Regions from separate parts of the Hordeum vulgare genome. Here region 1 is linked to region 2. A link is a contact called in public Hi-C data. All regions are on one chromosome and are shown on one strand. Each heading gives the region's core, a stretch centred on a gene start, on an enhancer-like site or on the middle of the called end of the contact. The rest is flanking DNA. Distances are from core to core; before and after follow the strand shown.

Evidence for each region. A called contact is a pair of places that touch in the nucleus more often than the background predicts.
Region 1: a contact with region 2 is called in a Hi-C map of seedling, with 7 times the contacts expected there. The contact joins the promoter of LOC123398291 here to the enhancer-like site in region 2. A contact is called at or near these places in 2 of 6 Hi-C or Micro-C datasets (leaf and seedling).

The regions. Positions count from the first base shown.
Region 1 is chr5H:449,255,684-449,258,383 of MorexV3_pseudomolecules_assembly, forward strand. LOC123398291 (60S ribosomal protein L34) reads left to right here and starts at 1,357. Exons shown (of 4, transcript XM_045092771.1): 1 at 1,357-1,499; 2 at 1,626-1,705; 3 at 2,552-2,661. The coding sequence starts at 1,421.
Region 2 is chr5H:449,007,368-449,010,067 of MorexV3_pseudomolecules_assembly, forward strand. No RefSeq gene overlaps it. Among protein-coding and RNA genes, the nearest start is that of LOC123396711, 100 kb to the left of the region's middle. Within about 2 kb of position 1,409, at least 3 of the 3 cell types and tissues checked have open chromatin away from gene starts, as enhancers often do. A contact at or near this core is called in leaf and seedling, where this site is marked.

The sequences.
Region 1 (2,700 bases), core at 107-2,606, 250 kb after region 2:
TACTTAATGTAAGACCTTTGCTTTCCGTAAAAAGAGCCCGTCTTACAATTTTTTATGACAAAAATGATGCTTGTGTGTACGGTTCTTTTTTTCATGTCAATGGCTCTTTGTCCATTCTATATTTTGCCGACGTTGATAGACTTACCAGCAAAGCCAATCAAAGCTCTTTGTTGGGACATCTGTAACTTTATTCATACTCATAACCATTACATGTACATTGATTTGGATCCAAGATTCTAAAAAGTTATTTACTCGGTCCGAATTTTTTTGACCCTCAAATAGATGTATTTAGCTTTTTCGGACACAGGGAGTACAAAGTACCTCTTGGAAATAAGAATTACAATCAAATCTAAACCACAATATTATATGACTGCTAGGCATTCACCGGTGAATTTATAGTAATCATCCACCACCTTTTTAGCCGTCTGATGTATACGCACGTACCGTCCGATCACCAGCTCGGTCGTCTTCGTCCATCACCTAAAATCCCGAAACAACGCTCCAGTTGCAGAAACAAGCACGCTGCTACGCGTCCGACTGACGGGTTAAAAAGTGACTGACGGGTCTTTTGCAACATAGATTATGTTGTAATTTTTTTTGCAACAAAGAGCATGTTGCGAAAATGTCCGTATAGTTTTTTGCGATAGGATTTGTTATAGAATATTTTCTGCAACAATGATCGTGTTGCAGAAACTTTTCTAACAAAGGTCATGTTGCAAAATACTTTTACAACGTAGGTCAGACTGTAGAAAACTTTTGCAACAAAAGATATTTGTTTTAATTTTTTAAAACATAGACCAAGTTGCGGAAACTCGTCATTGCGCCTATTTGCACTAGCTTCGTCGCTGTTAATCGCAACAACGTCGTTGTTGCAGAAACTCTACGGATTTGCTCGAGGGATGGGGCTCGAGCTCGGGGCCAAACCGAGGAGGAGACGTAGGGCGTCGGAGTCTAGGACGTTTGCATCGGCACCTTCGAAGTTGGTTTTGTCCAACACAGGACACGCGTCTGGTAGGAGAGGCGGTGGACGCGGTCGTAGAAATCCATCGGTTGATGGAAAGAGTTTTTCCATATTATATAGGTAGCCAAAATATTAACCATTTTTGTAGGGATGCCAAAATATTAGCCGGGCTAAAGCTTTTTCTATCGACGGGGCCTTGCTATTTGCGTGAGCCTTTAGGCCGTCGACTGACTGGACTGACAACACAAGCCTTCCTAAGACAGCCCATACGGCCCAATTCAATGGAGTCCGGCCTGGCCCATTTACCCCATCAAGCGAATCCTAGCCGTCGGTGCTAGGTCACGGCGACGCGAGGAGGCCATTTATACCCGTCCCAGCCGCCACGCGCTCGCCCTCCTCTCTCTCCCCCCACTCTTACCCCCAAGCCCCCCTACTGCCGGCGGCGGAGACGACGGAAACATGGTGCAGCGTCTGACCTACCGGAAGAGGCACAGCTATGCCACCAAGTCCAACCAGACGCGGGTCGTCAAGACCCCAGGTCCGGATCCCCTCCTCCTCCCCCTCTTCCCTGGACGATTTTCTCCCGTACTTTGGTGGCTTCTCTGATTTGTTGGTGCCAAGATCTTCGCTGAAACCGGTCGGTTTTGTTCCCTGTGCGCCGCAGGTGGCAAGCTCGTGTACCAGTACACCAAGAAGAGGGCGAGCGGCCCCAAGTGCCCTGTGACCGGGAAGAAGATCCAGGGTGTGAGTTGCCGATAAGCTTTGCATCTCTATGAAAATTCTTGATTGTTTCGCTTTGTCACGGTAGGGGTATTCGATGTCTCGGTTTGTGTGGTGGACGGGCTGGATTCTTGTGTTTGTGTATGAGTTATGTGCGGTAAATGTGGATTATCTCCATCTTACAAATGCATGCCATCAGCTTTTAGGCTATCCTTTAGGCTTTTACCACACAGAGATCGGCTTGGTTGTTGTCAGATGCACAATTAGTAGATTGTGAATTGACCTTATGGGGCATCAGATTGATATTATACCGTTTCCTCAGATCATTCCTAAGAAGTTATTCCTTTTGGCGGGTTGTATTAGTGCAACGGTATCAAATTCAATGTTGGTTGTCGGACAGTTGGTATGATGGTGTACGTGGACAGCTGGCTGTTCAGAGTAGCAATGCTGCATTTCAACAGTAGTTCAATCGTAGTATTTATTTTAATGGTTCAATTATTCTTGTTTGTTTGTAGTGGTCCCTTTAGACTATATGAACAGTTAGATCGGTAATGTGTGTTTAACCACTTGGTTGCTCAGTTGTGTTGATTGTATTACACAATCAGATTGGATGATGCATGATTTTACTACCAGCAAAACATCCTCTCATGAAGGGAATAAATGTCCAGCTCATTTGGTCCTTCTGTGACTTCAACAGCTCCATTTGCTCACTTGGTTTGTTTTTATTATTGAAATGAGGTGCTTTGTAGAAGTCATCCGTACTTGTTTAAGCTGAGGGAACATTTTCTGTTGGAATATTTCCATTTTAGCCGTCTGTGGTTCAATCTTATTGAACTTGAGGGCTCATGATGTTGTCACTCCCAATTCCAGATTCCCCACCTCAGGCCTACTGAATACAAAAGATCAAGGCTGTCTAGGAACCGCAGGACTGTGAACCGTCCCTATGGTGGAGTGCTCTCTGGAACTGCAGTGAGGGAAAGGTCAGCAAACTTGCCTTAGAACCATCTGATTTCATTACA
Region 2 (2,700 bases), core at 159-2,658:
ATGAAATTTTTCCAAATTTGATGAACCTTTTTCAAAATTCTATGAACTCTTTTTAAAACTCGTTAAACTTTTTAAAATTCAATGATTTTTTTAAATTGATGAACTTTTATCAAATTTAATTAAAAAACAAATTGTGAACTTTTTTTAATCTGTAAACTTTCATTTATTGGAATCGTGCAGTCAGTATTATCCTTAGATATTATCGATGTACTACATGTAAACAGTACTCCCTCAGTAAACTAATATAAGAGCCTTTAGAATATTACTTTAGTAATCCAAACACTCTTATATTAGTTTACAGAGGGAGTACTATGTAGCTATAGTGGTCAACAACTTTTTTGCAGGATTTTTATTATTCGCTGGCGTTACGTGTTTATAGGCTGGCCCAACTGGACGCTGCTGAGTAGGAGCTCCCACTCTTCTGCATGCCGAGCGCAACCGGAGCCTTCAAAAGACTCGGGCTGGCCTAGCAGATCCACCCAAGGGGATGTTTCATGCGCGCATAAGACATTTTTATTTATTTATATAAAATGGTACTCCCTCCGTTCCTCAGTGTGTTCTATAAATTGCGTCAAAAACATCGAAAATGATAAATCTCGAATTTTTGAATTTTTAGGCATGGCAAACGTTTGTCGCAACAACTTCAGTTCGTACGAGGTTGAGAAACATGATAATTTTCTGACAAAAAATAAATTAAAACACAGTTATCATGTTTGAACAATTAAATTTGTCACCTCGGTTCAACTAAAATTATCATGAAAATACGTTCGGGATGACAAGCTTAAAATCAGAACGTTCGGGATTTACCGGTTACAAAAATCATAGTACCTTTTACAAAAAAAAAGTGAGAAAATAACTCACGCCTCCGGCTTGTTTGGAGCGACGCGAATCACACAGAACGGACCGCGCAACCGCGCAAACGGGGAGAACAAAAAGCATGGCAACCACCAGACGAACTTACAAACGGCCGCTCGCCGCCTGCGTTTCGCCCTAACGGCCCGGACGTCGCCCGCCGCCGCGCCGCCCAGCCATGCATGATCACCCGCTCAACATCCCTCTCCCCCCTATCGTCCAACGCCGACGGCCAACTGACGACCAGGCAAAAACCAAGACGCGCCGCCGCCGGTCTTTCCGTTCCACTTTCCACCCCCCTGACCTCACCGCAATCCCAGTATTCTCCGCCCCGCTCGCTTTCCCCGCCGGCCATCGGACGTCGGCGCGGCGCCCAACTTGCCGTTCCCGCAGGGTTCACGTCACGGACTCCGCCGTCATTTTCACACTCCGAAACCCGGCCGCTTTTGCGGCCGAGTGCTGGACGCCCATGCCCATGGTTATTCTCACAACCTTCTGGCGCTCCGGAGCTTTGCGCTCACCAGTCACCATCCAAGTATCCATCCAACCACGACGGCGGGCCAACGACAACGCCGGCCACTGAAACCTAGGTTCCATTCCTCGCCTTTGCTTCCGGGGCTCCTACTCTGACACGAGCGACAAAACGGCGGCGCCAAAAAGAAGTCGCAGGAGGTCGATCACCAACAGAATATTTTAGCACCGGCCACGGCCGAGGCGTTCAAATCGCTGTGCGAATCATGGCCGAATTGAGTGGCGCTGGAATCATTTTATGGGGCCAGCGCGCGTCGATCGGATGGATGGCCGTTGCTATCTCACACGAGTATCTATCTTTTCTTTTTGTTGCTGGGAGGTGAGGATACATGCAGCATAGTATATGCTGAGCATGTGTGAATGACGCAGAGTTGAATAATTGCAGCTCGTACAAAGAGGATCTTCTCTTCCTGTCGATGGTCACTCAACGGATCAACGTTTTATTAGCAGCTGCGTTAGTAGGTTATACAATAAGTGTTGATGCAGGCCGTGGAGCAATTCCGGCTATCAAGCCAAATTTCTCGGTAGAAGGGTGGTGTCTTCGACGTATGTCAGTTTTGGGCAAAGTTTAGTGGACGGCGTTTGACTTGGCGTCAGGCCTGGTTCGGCACGCAAAGAGCGCTGGACTGAACTTTGTGGACAGTGCCAAAAGTGTGAACTGTTGAGACCTTTGAACGTTTACTCAGACAGAATCTGAAACTTCTCAAAAGTCGAACAAAAACTTGTCCTCGTAATTTTGTTGACCCTCCAGAGCATCGTGTCGTCTAAAGTGTTATTTTCTACACCATGTCTAGTTTTTATCCACGCTATATTTTTGGTTTCGGTGATTGGTTTGGCTTATTCTTCTTCTCCATCTGGACTGGACGTGCAACCAATATATTTCCTGGTCGCTTTCAGCCGTCCCTTTCTGATCGCAAAGGGCGAAATAATGCCCATGTTCATCCCATGACAGCAAACCCTCCCTTTGTTTCTCCCACTGAAAGCGAGTTTCTACTGCTCTTCTATCTTTGCCAACATTTGAAGGGAAGAAGATCGACCAGAGAGCAAGCTGGTGGCAAGCCAAGAACAAAGGTAGTAAACAGTAAGGGCGCCCAACATCACAACTTTTTCTCTACCGTCGCATACATACATATTCCTCCAAAGAAGAGAGACAAGGGCCAGTCCAGATCAAGAGCCACTGAACACAGAGTGCAACGCACACAAAGGCTACCATCGATTCACCCGTTGAAGCGATGACCCATGAACCAAGTAAAGTGCCGTGTTACCAGTGGAACTGCCAAACGAGCCCACTGCATCACTATAACCCCCTCTAGAACC